2 separate regions of the Hordeum vulgare genome follow, and region 2 is linked to region 1. The links are chromatin contacts, called in public Hi-C maps. All regions are on one chromosome and are shown on one strand. The core of a region is the stretch at or near the end of the contact, and the rest is flanking DNA. Distances in the headings are between cores, read along the strand shown.

The links. Hi-C and Micro-C count contacts between places; a contact is called where the count stands out from the background.
Region 2: a contact with region 1 is called in a Hi-C map of leaf, with 6 times the contacts expected there. The contact joins two enhancer-like sites. A contact is called at or near these places in 3 of 6 Hi-C or Micro-C datasets (leaf and seedling).

The regions. Positions count from the first base shown.
Region 1 is chr5H:15,415,550-15,421,941 of MorexV3_pseudomolecules_assembly, forward strand. No RefSeq gene overlaps it. Among protein-coding and RNA genes, the nearest start is that of LOC123399074, 140 kb to the left of the region's middle. Within about 2 kb of position 4,897, at least 2 of the 3 cell types and tissues checked have open chromatin away from gene starts, as enhancers often do. A contact at or near this core is called in leaf and seedling, where this site is marked.
Region 2 is chr5H:15,968,630-15,974,716 of MorexV3_pseudomolecules_assembly, forward strand. No RefSeq gene overlaps it. Among protein-coding and RNA genes, the nearest start is that of LOC123395880, 190 kb to the left of the region's middle. Within about 2 kb of position 1,587, at least 3 of the 3 cell types and tissues checked have open chromatin away from gene starts, as enhancers often do. A contact at or near this core is called in leaf and seedling, where this site is marked.

The sequences.
Region 1 (6,392 bases), core at 3,647-6,146:
AACAACTAGTGTCAGAAATTCCAACTTCACATCATGCGACCATTGAGAAGCTCATTTTGCTTATAATTAGTAACTTTTGCCAAGGGAACCATTGTGTGAAAACTAGTTACTCCACTTGCTATATATCACTGCTTGACATTCATTATTAGTTTCTGGAAGCTCACACTCTCTCTAATTATTTTTCTTCTCTATAGTCTAGCGATGATGGATTCCTCGATGTTGACATTTCTCCTTCAATACGGGGTCGCAGTCCAGCTAGTTTAAGTACTCCGTGATGTTATCAACTGATCATTGTATATACAACAAGAGGCTCCAAAAAAGTGGAAGACCTAATTAACAATGCCCGCCCGGTTATCGTGGTGCATTACAAATCCTGAACTAAATGACGCACTCCGTGATGCCATTTCGGCCGGAGAGAGTGATTAGTTGTACACTTCCAATATAGTAGGAGACTTTATTGTCTGGTATCAACACGTATGCCAATGTTGTTCACTGAACACACGTACGTAGCGTGTTTTCCGTGCTCATGAGTATCGGCACCAACTTGTACAAGATCTGTCTATTATTTTATTTTATTTTTGTACGTAGCTCCAACAAAGCGGGGAACCGGCCATCCTTTGCCTGGCCGGAAGCGTTGGGGCGTCTAGACGCCGCGGCCAAGCAGGCCGTGGAAATTTCATCCCTACAAATATAAATAAATGATGTAGGTTGCCAATGGCAATGACATAGTGGGAAAGAAAAATAAATCGAGGATAACATTTTTAAATAGGTAAACGTTTACCACCCGCGCGCCGGCGAAAACCTTACGCCGGACGCACGTGGACGGTTGGATAAAAAAACGCTTCGGCGCTTTCTGGCGGCATATTAACATGGGTCCACCTGCAGTTTTTCTTCCTGTTCCTCCATCCTCCCTCACCACTCCTCTTTTTGTTGTGTTCGTTGTGCCGTCGATGAGGGCCACCCCACCTCTCCCTTTCCCTCTCCCAGAAGATAGATGGCAGCGAGGTTGCTGGCAAGAGTTTGCATCGCGGGCGAGGTTGCGAAGCCGAAGCTGCAAGTTCATGCGTCAAAGCTACAACCCTCCTGAAAAAGCTACAACCAGCATCGCTTTTTTGCAACCGGCGACGAAAAAAGCTTCAAACCGGCGATAAGAAATACTACAATCGGCATTATCGAAAGCTTCAACCAGAGACGAGGGGAATCAAGGGCCACCCATCACGCAAGACGCGAATGCTGCAACCGGTGATGAAAAAAGTTTCAACCGGCTAGGAAAAAAGCTTCAACCGACGATATAAAAAGCTTCAACCGGCGACAGCGAAACACAAAAAGCTACAATCGTTGACACAAAAGCTTCAATCATATGTTTGAAAAGCTTCAACCACAGACCAACGAGGAAAGCCTGTCACTTTTTCTACAACTAGCAAAAAGCTTCAAGCGACATATAAAAAGCTTCAACCGTTGTGGAAAAAGCTTCAACCATTGATGGAAAAAGCTTCAACCGTTGATGGAAAAAGCTTCAACCGTTGATGGAAAAAGCTTCAACTCGTGAAAATAGCTTCAACCACCGTGAATAAAGCTTCAACCGATACAGCATACCGACGATGATGGGAGCGGTGACACCGGGGAGCTGCGGACCGACGGCATGGCGGTGCTACATCTCAGAGGGGAAAACGCTTCAAGCGACACATGGAGTTGCAACCCGGAGGGCACAACTATTGCATGGGGGTAGAGCTGGGGATGAGGGGCGGCGGCCGGCAATGCGGACGACCAACGAGGTGCGGGCGGTGGCCGGCGATGCGGACGGCCAACGAGGGTGCCGACCGGCGAGGACATCTGCCGAGGGCGCCGACCAGCGACAAGGATGTTGTAGTCGTGCTTCAAGCGCGGGGCAGGGGTGTCGGCGGTGCTCGGGGCGTTGACTCGCGAGGGGGGGACGAAACGGTAAACAAATCTGACAGTCTTTAACCGTTGTATCAAACGGTTGGGGTCCGACCGGCAAAAGCTAGCGCCGGTCCGCTAGCGCCTAGCACTGCCCTTTTGAATATTCACCGGTGTAAAAAGGAGGCACCGAAAAGCCCTCGGGTAGGTGCCCCCACATGGTAGCCCCCATGGGCTACGTGGATGACGCTAGTCAGCCCGAATCAAAATACTCCCTCCACCCCGGTATATCAGTTATCTTAGTTTATGCACCATAACCAAGATGAAGATAAAAACTAGAGAAATCAATGCTAATCTATTAATTAATACCAGGAAGCTCACAAAGGGGCATCTGCAACCTGACATGAAAGCCACATGTTTGTCGGGAGAGGCGCATGGTCAGCTAGGAGAGACACATTATCGAAGAAAAAGATAGGTCAACGGTCTCTTCAAAAGTATTTAACAAATTTAGCCGTGTAAATATGTGGGCTGCCTAATACATCTCGGTGCTTTGTTAGGTTGAACTGATCGATTCCGTTCATCGGGTTTGAAAGAAATTTGATTGGTTAGAATGTGGACTGATTGATTCTCTAGAAAATAAAAGTGAAAACCTTGGTGGACCAAAATTTCATTGGTTCTTATCTTTTACCAAACAAACCGAAGAGCTGGAGAGGACGAGTCGGTGAAGAATTTGCCGCCAGGATATCTCAAGAGAGGCGGTGACACAACACATGTGTTGACCGGGAAAATCATAGCAGAGGAGTCGGCGGAACGAGGGACATCAACCTTTTGGTTTGCTGGTTGCTAGAGAAGTAGGATGGCGAGAAACAATGGAGAGGTGTGCAAGGTCGGGAGGTTGGTGTAGCATTTGTTGGGTTCCATACTGTTATCAGATGCTATTGGTCCTGCGGATTGTAATTACTTTTGATTATTTTGCGTGCTTGACGACAAGAACTGAATTTTCAAGCTAAATTTGGTTTTCTAGAATCGATGATCAAATTAGTTAACAAACTGATTCTTGTGGTTCAGAAGTTCTGTATCTGGTTAATATGGCCAATCCTACCACCCGACTTCTTTTGAGTAAACCATGTAATGACTAAACATATACACCCTTTCTCACACCACGTAAGGACAAGCAGACTCTTGATCCATGGACTCTCTTAGAGAGTCTATAAGCGCATTGCCTCAAACAATCCCTCATACATCCACGAACAGGCCCGATCAGCGGTCAAATAAAAGAGAGAAGAAAAAAGCAACTCAACCGGACATTTCATATCATCCCTAATGTCAACCCTCATATGCATCTCAATTATAGGAAGGATATGAGGGCTCATGGACACGTCCGAGCACGCCCGGTCATTCCACCACATAAGACGAGACCCACCCCGAATCACTTTTCCTTTTTCTTTATTCATTCTTTTCTTCCTCTTTCTTCCTCTCCATCAATCATATATAAATGATGGGGCATATAAGGAAAAAAAATAAAGAACGTGGCTGTGCACATGAACAAATGGGGATATGCTAGGAAGTCATACTTGCTATGTCCGGCGGCTATAGATGATTTTCTCTTGTGAAGTTTACGGCATCGATATATTCAGAGACGCCACCCCACGCCAGTGGCTAGACCCTTTCGCTGTCTCGTCTCCATATCCATATACATAAATCATAGCACATAAAATAAAAGTGAAATTATATATGCACATACGTGGCATATAGCAGGGCCGGGTGGTACCCGGGGGAGGTGGTGTGCCCTTGGAGGAAGGCAAGGCTGCATGGGCGCTGCCTGCTTGGCTTCAGGTGTAGGCCGGATGCATCAACGTGGCAGCTCCAGCCACGCGCACGCCCACACAGACACCTACCTACCTACCTGTCTGCCTGAAGAATCTACTGTCACTGACTTCTCTGCACTATTTTATCAACAATGTTAGACACGTCACTCCCGGTTTAGTTAACTATAAGCTTATAGACAACTAATTAGAGTACATCCATCTATCACCTAGCCATATATATAGCTTACATCTCGTCACTGTGATGCCGGGGATACTTTATGCTTCTCAAGGAAAATGCGACGTGCTAGTTTATTCATCACCACGTACGACTGATCATCGATCGCCTATAAAGCGGGAACCAATATATGCATTTGTTAAGATGGCAACGAATATATATAAAGAAGTACCGAATTTGGTACTAGCGTGACTACAAATGTGTGACCACGCTGGACACACATGCAATTCTATTTCGTTTGTAATCTAGCGTGCGTTCCATGCATCCAACATCTTGCAATGCCATGGCGCCACCTCGCATGTCTATGAATTAAGTATGGTATATAAGTTCTCGTATTCTTTTAGCTGGCCGTGTCCCAAATCGGCCTGCGTAATTCCTGCTTGATTGCATCACTGCATGCGTCTTTCTCCTATATATGTTGCAGAAAACGAATTAAGTGGTCATGCATGCATGCCACGCTTCTCTCTTTCGTCTTTGTCTATCCATCCGTCTATATGTGCCATGCAGGTATGGGGTTTATCCTCAACGGCAGCTAGCTAGTTAACGCTCACAATAAACTTGGCAATCTAGAGTGAGATGCCCCAAGGTGGCAACCCATGAGCATCTTTGTGGACCAAAATAATCTTTTCTTTTACTAGTTGTGCTCGGAAATAATCATTCCACATTGACCGGGTCGGGTTTACTTGGGTCAACTCTTTCGCCTCGCTAGTCGCTATCATCATCACACAACTAATTATGAATTGCAGGTTATCACTAATAAAAAATACAGTTATCACTAATCATTTATATTATATTTGTCCGTTGCTGTCCATGTCACTTCTACCGATCGAACACCAATGCATCAATCAGTCACTGTCCTCCCCTAGTTTTTGTTTTCCTTTGAATTAATCTCTCTTGTTTCTTCTGGACAATGGGACGTTGATCGTTTTCCTTGTTTTATTCTTGCGTGGTGCATGTGTACGTGCCAGCTTCTGTAGCTAGCTTGCATGTGTGTGCAAATTAAGCACAGTGAGTGTGGTAGCCAGTTGCTCTGGCTAGCTAGCTAGTTGCATGCGTACACTTGAAGTGCCGTAGACGACAGGTCAGAGGTTGCGCCACTCGATCCTTCAGGTCGACCTCGCCAAATACAATATATGTTTTTGTATATATATACACATCTACGTGCCGTGCGTATATATGTACGTATTGCAGATGTGCCGGTGACGCGTCTAGCTACATGCTCAGTGAAGGAGCGCTCGTATGTCTACGTGCAAGCCAAAGTAGGAATGATGGTTCTTTCCTTTTCAGTTTCTATATGCTTCCTCCGGTTTTATATACAAGACACTTTGTTTTTCGGGTTAAACTTTGATTTATAATTTTTGTCAGCAAAATACTGCAGGTCATATGTCATCAATTTTTTTTATCAAAAAGTTCTTTGAAATGTGCATCCAGTGTCATACTTCTTATGACATATGGCTCACATTTTGTTGGTAAAATTAATGGTTAAAGTTCGACATAAAAATATGAAGTGACCTTTTACTAGTAAATGGAGGGACTACTATGGTTACATATTAATTAGTAGGGTTAATTTGATCACCATGTATTAAAAAGTAAGCATTATATTAGTCTTTGGTTGCACCAGGTGTATATATATGGCTTGATTGGCTTGGTTAACTTGTGTGGACTCTACACTAACCATTATCGATCTTTTTCCAAATTTGGAACCATAGTGTGTTATCTACTTCATCTATCCATAAGTGTTGGATCAACTAGGATGAGTGTAGCCGGAGAGCCAAGCATTCTTGGGTTGACTCTGGATGATGATAAAGGCGGTTTGTACCATTGTCCACCAGGAACCAATCACCACGTTGAAATCATATGTGTTCTATTAAAGTGGTTTATCCTCCTAGTGATTGGAGACGTACCTATGATGCATGTGATAATTTTGTAAATATTGAGGCTCGGTGGTTTCGGTTTGTGAGTAGTGTTATGCGAGCATAGGTGGATGTTGTCTGAATGTACCTTGCACTGGTCATTTCTCAAAATATTAAGTTGGGTGTAGTCATGTGGTACTAGAGCTGCGACAATTAATTCAGATCAAAGAGAGCTACTAGTTTAGATCATACTAAGTCCATGGGATCAAACCCCTTTAACAACAAAATGGTACCCTGGGAATTGGCTGAACTTTACTTTCATGATGTTCAATTATTTCGAACATGGATATTTGGATGAATAATATATACAAAATAAAACTAAAACCACATATGGTTAATTATATTTTATTAATAAGCTGGGATTTTTTCCATGCATATTTACATGTTTAGGTGGCATAGTCCGCATGTTGGGAGAAATAATTCAGTGGGACTAGCTATTTAGATATAGAAAGCGCATTACCCTTCTAATATTATAACTAATCAGGAGTTAATAGCAAAAAAGCTGGATTGTGCATGTTCACTGTTTAGCATTTTATCAACAAGTGGATCGGAATTGAC
Region 2 (6,087 bases), core at 337-2,836, 550 kb after region 1:
GCTATCAAACTCTCTTCGAAAAGCAACAAATGTACTGGTACGACTATCTTGGCCGAGAGGCCAATGACAGGGACACATCCATGCGTGTGTCGAGCAAACCACGCATGCATGCATGCATTTTGTTGTGATCGAGCTTGGGCGGGGACCCTGCGGCGGACGGCCGGCCTGCCGGCCGGTCCCGCGCGCCAACGAACGACGGACCGTCCGCCGTCTGTCCGTCCGGCCGATCAGACGTACGCCGGCGCCCGCGCGCGCACATGGAGTCACATGGACGCTATCTGCAACCACCTCAGCGTCGGCCGGTCGACCTCGACCATCGACCTCCATGTCCATCTCATGCATGGATGAAGATGGAAGATCGTGGCAACCTGCACATCTCACGCACATGTACGTGCATGACTACAAGTCCCCATTAATTATCGATCGACATCGACTGCCTGACTACTCAGCTGGTCTATTACACACGTACGACCCTCCTGCCGCCATCATTTGAGCGGCAAATCGCCGCGCGCTAATGATCTTCTAATCATATGATCACTTTTATAATCATATCATGGGCATCATGATTGCCCTCCAGAAGATTCCTCTGTGTAAAATGCACACCTGAATTATTGATCGTACATTCCAAACGCTAACCTTGCTATCCTGATATTTGCTTGTTTATATTCATTTATTAATAACAGTTTAAGTGTGCATCATTTGCAGCAGATCATGCATGTGGCAAGTGGCCCACGGAGCTACCTCAGTCTGGTCTGGTCCCTGCATATAGTTCAATCTCTCTCACGCGTACGTACATCGCAAATTGGGCATATTGGGCCTACCGAAATCAAGGTTTTTGGAATCTTTCTCCCTTCATCAGATGGAGTACCAACCTTTGGTCTCTGGTACCGGAAAAAACTACCAACTGCCACACAGAGTAGAGAGTACCTACCGGCTACCGGTCCGATCTCACCTGCAGCCTGCCGCTTCTTTAATTGCAGTATCATGCACTGACCGGTACCATCATTATGGAAACTGTTGCCTCTGATGTTTACATGTGAGACCATGAAGAGCATGTCAGAGGAACGCCACTGGTACTAATTATATAGCTAAAACCCATTGGCTGATTGGAGAAATACCAGATATATGTTGATGCCGTCGTTTTTCAATTGCCAAGTAGGATATACATAATGCATGGAAAGACAGGTACTCTCTCCGGCCGGAAATTACTTGTTGCATAAATAGATAAAAATAAATATATCTAGAACTAAAAATATCTAGATAAATCCATTCTTATGACAAGTATTTTCAAACGGAAATATATAATACTCCCTCTGTAAACTACTATAAAAGCATTTAGAATACTACTTTAGTAATCTAATTAAACACTCTTATATTAATTTACAGAGGGTGTAGTATGTATGCACACATGGATGAGCTAATACAGTGATACTGGACAAAATCAAAGTTGACTCATCACCAACCGAAGAAGGAGAAGGACAAGAACATGCACACATGCGTACACTTGCATATCTGTGGTACTATACACAGTAGATAAACCTCACAACTTGCAAGAAATTAATACATGGAGTCACTAGCTACCATTGCAAGTTGCAAGATTTTTCCTTTCCTAATACCCTCAGGTCCGATTAAGAAAATGATTTTGGTGGATATACACTGCAAGCTAGTCTGCATCCACCGGCCCACACGTACGCTGAACAGTTCTACCAGATCGACCGAAGCCAGCCCATGAGGTGCGGGTCCAAGCCATATGATGATGCATGTCGTTCCTCCCTAGATATTTCTTATGGTGATGCATGCGTGCATGCAATTTCTATATACCTCCATCAACGAAAGAGTTTTTACTTGTACATCGTACTCCCTTCGTTTTTAAATACTTTTTTATTTTTTTACTATAAACTACATATGAATGTATATAAATATATTTTATAATATAGATTTACTAATTTTATCGGGTCAATAATTTCTTAATGAACTCTCTCATTCCATTCTTTTAATTCACTATTCTCCTTAATTTTGAGCTCTCCTATTTGATTAAGGTATTTAATTTATTTGGTTCATATTTTGACGGTGTCAATGATTATTTTTAACAAATAACATCGACCAACTTATAGAAACATATCAATCTCACGCACCACCGCACCACATAGAAAAAAGAAGTGGAAACATGAAGCCATTGATGTAGAAAATTTCACCACATAGGTATGGATTGTTTAGCTGATAACCCAGAATCACACCGTGCAAAGCCCCATAACACCGCATTATAAATAAATGTAAAAAACACTCCCTCATCTTCCGAACTCGCCAAACCAAATACCCAATCGGTTCAAAAATATAAATCATATTTGTTTTTCAAAAGAGGAATTTCTTTAACTTGCACTAAATCCATTTCGTGATGAAGCCAATGACATTGATTTGACATTTTTTTACAAATTTGGTGAAACTTAGAGGTTTGCCTTTTCAAAAAAAACAAATGCACCTAATATTTTCAAATAGGGAGAGTAATTTTCTTATGAAAATTCAATAGCACCAACGGCGCAGCAAAGCGCGTCCAATTCTTCTAGTTTGTGCGTACCATGTTTAAAAAGTATCGGTTACGTATTAGTGCAGGATATGATTGATTTGTTCGACACGTTTCAACCGGTAATCATCCATGGAGATGATCAAATCAACCATGCACAGTCAGCGACTGGATCGAGGGGTACCTGCAGCCATTGCTCCTACGCCTCTACTGGTGGAGTTTATACTTTTCACCGTCTAAAACGGGTGAGAGAGAGAGAGAGAGAAAGAGGCAGATGGTTGGAAAGGCGTGTTTCTCCTGGTTGAAAAGGCGTTGGCCCGTCGGTACGTGGTCTCCGTCGTAAGCGTATGCGTCACTCACTCACTCACTCAAAAGCGCATGCATGCATATGTTGCGTGGTTTAGTCACCGGTGAATATTTGGAGACCCGTCGGTCAATGCATGTGCTTGATTACAGACACGGTCGGTTAGTTGGGGCCCGCACGACGGACGGCGACGCCCGACCAGCCACCGGCCGCAAACGCGCGGGTATACGACGTACGTACGTACCCTTGAACCGTGGAGGGGCATGCATGCATGGTGCATGTACTCGTACGTCCACGTAGATCACTAACCTCGGCCGGCCCTTGGCATGATGCATGTCGGATGCATGGCTCGGCGTCGGCGCACGTGATTAGTAAGCCTATACGTACGCGCGGCTGGTCCGGGAACGGCGCGCGGTCGGCCGCCGACGAAGGTACGTACTTCTCCGGCTGCCGGCCGCCGGCCCACGTCAATCGACGTGCGTATGTGCATGCGTAGGATCCACAGTTCACGCATGCATGTTGCTCATTTTTTTAGCTACATTTTCTACGGTCAAATGCAACTTCAGTGCGTTCTTTTGTGGTGAGTAGTTCCGACCAAGCCAAGTAGAATTGAACCAGCACGGTCCACGGCCGTACCACAAGCCAATATTCCTAGGCATGATAGCTTGCATGACAATCTAAAATTGTCCACATTATATTCCCCCTGGATAACAAGGCCAACTTGAGCAGGTGCGTAGTCTCATAGTGCTTGGTCAGTTTTGACTTGCCTGTGTTGAACCTTGCACACCAAGTATCATCCGTTCTACCGAATACCTACATAATGACTTTGACATACATGCTATATGTAAGTTGGAGTATCATTTCAGCTAGAGAGGGCAAAGTGTGACAGGACTCCGTAACTTCATTCTAGTATAAATGGCTGATGAGTACTGTCTGAGCCAACACTAAGATTGAACATGCATACATGTAGTCTCTTTTGTAATTAACTCCATATTTTATTGTATGGCTGGTCACTGTGTAAAGTATCATACACATTGCATAGTATCATCATAAAGATATCATTTATTAGCATACATGATATGTACTAGTACATCATTTAGTATGATATACTATAATATTATGATACTCAGCTTAATGTGTCATCTCAGCAAAAACGCCTAGTTTATATGGGTGAAGTCAGAGCTGCGGTGTTGCAAGGCGACACGGCGGCAAATATGTCGGACCATGGGCAGTTTGGAGCCTGTCGGAACCAGAAGAGCTACTTTTGTGATCGATTGTTTCGTCTGGCCAATAGGGTCCTCGTGCCTTGTTCATGACGGATCATCCATGCCAAAATTCAAGTACCTTACTCAAGGAGACGCCATGAGTGATGACGATGGCATTGCAGGCAACATCAATGGTGTCCTCTCTTCAATGGTGGGTGGGGGTCTTGTGGGGGTTAGGTCGGTCGTGGCGCCCTTCTTTCTAGGCATGGTGCAACTGTTTTTGTTCGGGTTTTTTGCAAACTAAGTAGCTAATCTCTTCTGCTTTTTGACCTATGGTACTCTTGTTCACCACTCTAATATTATTATTGTCGAGTAGTAACAAGAAGTTGTCGTTTTGTCAATTGCTTTAATTATTACTATTTTCTTTTTACCAGCCATGCATGAGCCACACTTCCCTTGACACGATGTTTGGTCATGTGAATAGGCCTCGGCATAAAACTGTCCAACTAAAAACTAAATGGAAACCGAAACCGAAAAGGCCGAACTTTCGGTTTTTTAGTTTGTACAGAAAAATTCGGTTAGCTGGGCTACTAACCGAACCAAATTCGGTTGGTAAGTATACTTTTATTTACTTAAAAAGCTGGTTTTAGAGAAGTGATGTCAATTGCATGTCCAAGTTTCAATATGCCTTCTAGAAGAACATGCATTGTGGATTTTGTGAATCTTTATTTTGAAGAGAGAGCAAAGCTAAAACCATTTTTCAAACAACCATGTCAAAGAGTGTGTCTCACTACTCATGGTTGGACTTCTCAAACACAAGATTATTATATGACTATCACAACACATTTATATTGATCATAAATGGAATTTTTACAAGATCATTAGTTTTTTCCTAGTAAAAGGTCATAAAGGAGATGATATTGGAAAAGCCTTAGAGCAATTCTTGATGGAGTGGAGAATAAATAAAGTTATGACAATAAATGTTGATAATGCTAGCGCGAATGATGGTGGTGTAGGTTACACACGAAAGAAAATGATCAAAACTGGAGTTAGCAGAAGTGGACGCATCCTAAATGAGCTTAGAACCTCCCTTACGCCATTCATGGTTTAGGCTCTTGTTTCTACACAAGATTGGCTAAGGAGGCCTATTACTGTCGACATTGAAGATGCGGAGGAATTGTTAATCTTGGAAAAGGGTAACATATTGTGATTGTTTTCTATACCATTTCTGTGTTTGTAACTTCCTATGCTTATTACATGTTTATTTCGTTATTTTCCAGAACTAAATGAAGAGTTTGGCAGTACAAATTCATCCAAGTCGAAGGCAAGCAATAGCAAGTCTGCAGGCCATCTGAAACTAGGCCATCTTGTCTGCCTTCATCCTCTACTTAAACGTTGGTGGGTTGCAAGAAATTATCCTCCTCTTCTTCATGTTTCTAGCTCTCATTTTCTTCTAAAGTATACCAACTTTGGTATATTGAAATGTTGATGTAATGCAATTGTTGTAGCACACGATTGACATCACCATAATGCTATTGTAATAGTCATCTCTTTCACACATGTTGCATTTGTCCCTTCATACAATGTTTCATGGTGTATAATTAAGAAGATGAAAAATAGAGCCATGTGGTTTCCTCATATATTTTTATGTCATGTGAATGCAAATGTTGTAATAAACCTCATGTATATGTCTCTGTGATGCAAATGTTGCTTTATGGACCTCATGTACTTTGTTTTCCAAATTCTAGGTATTCTATACTTCACCGGATTGCATTGTATTATCTATTGTGTGGTATCTACTATTCTATTTTAACCGTTTTTTGAACCATGTACAAAAAAAGGCAGATTGGCATCAGTTGGTTGGAACTTGGGAAGATGATCCTATTCATGAAGACATGTGAAGATGCTCATGTCCATGATGGCAAGTTGGGAGTCTTATCATTGGATGCTCTTAAATTACACTTCAATCTCTTATGTTTTTAAGTGTAATAATAAGTAAACTTGAACTTGGCTCAATTGGATGTGTGTTGTTGAACTTGGAGTTTGGTGAAGTCTTG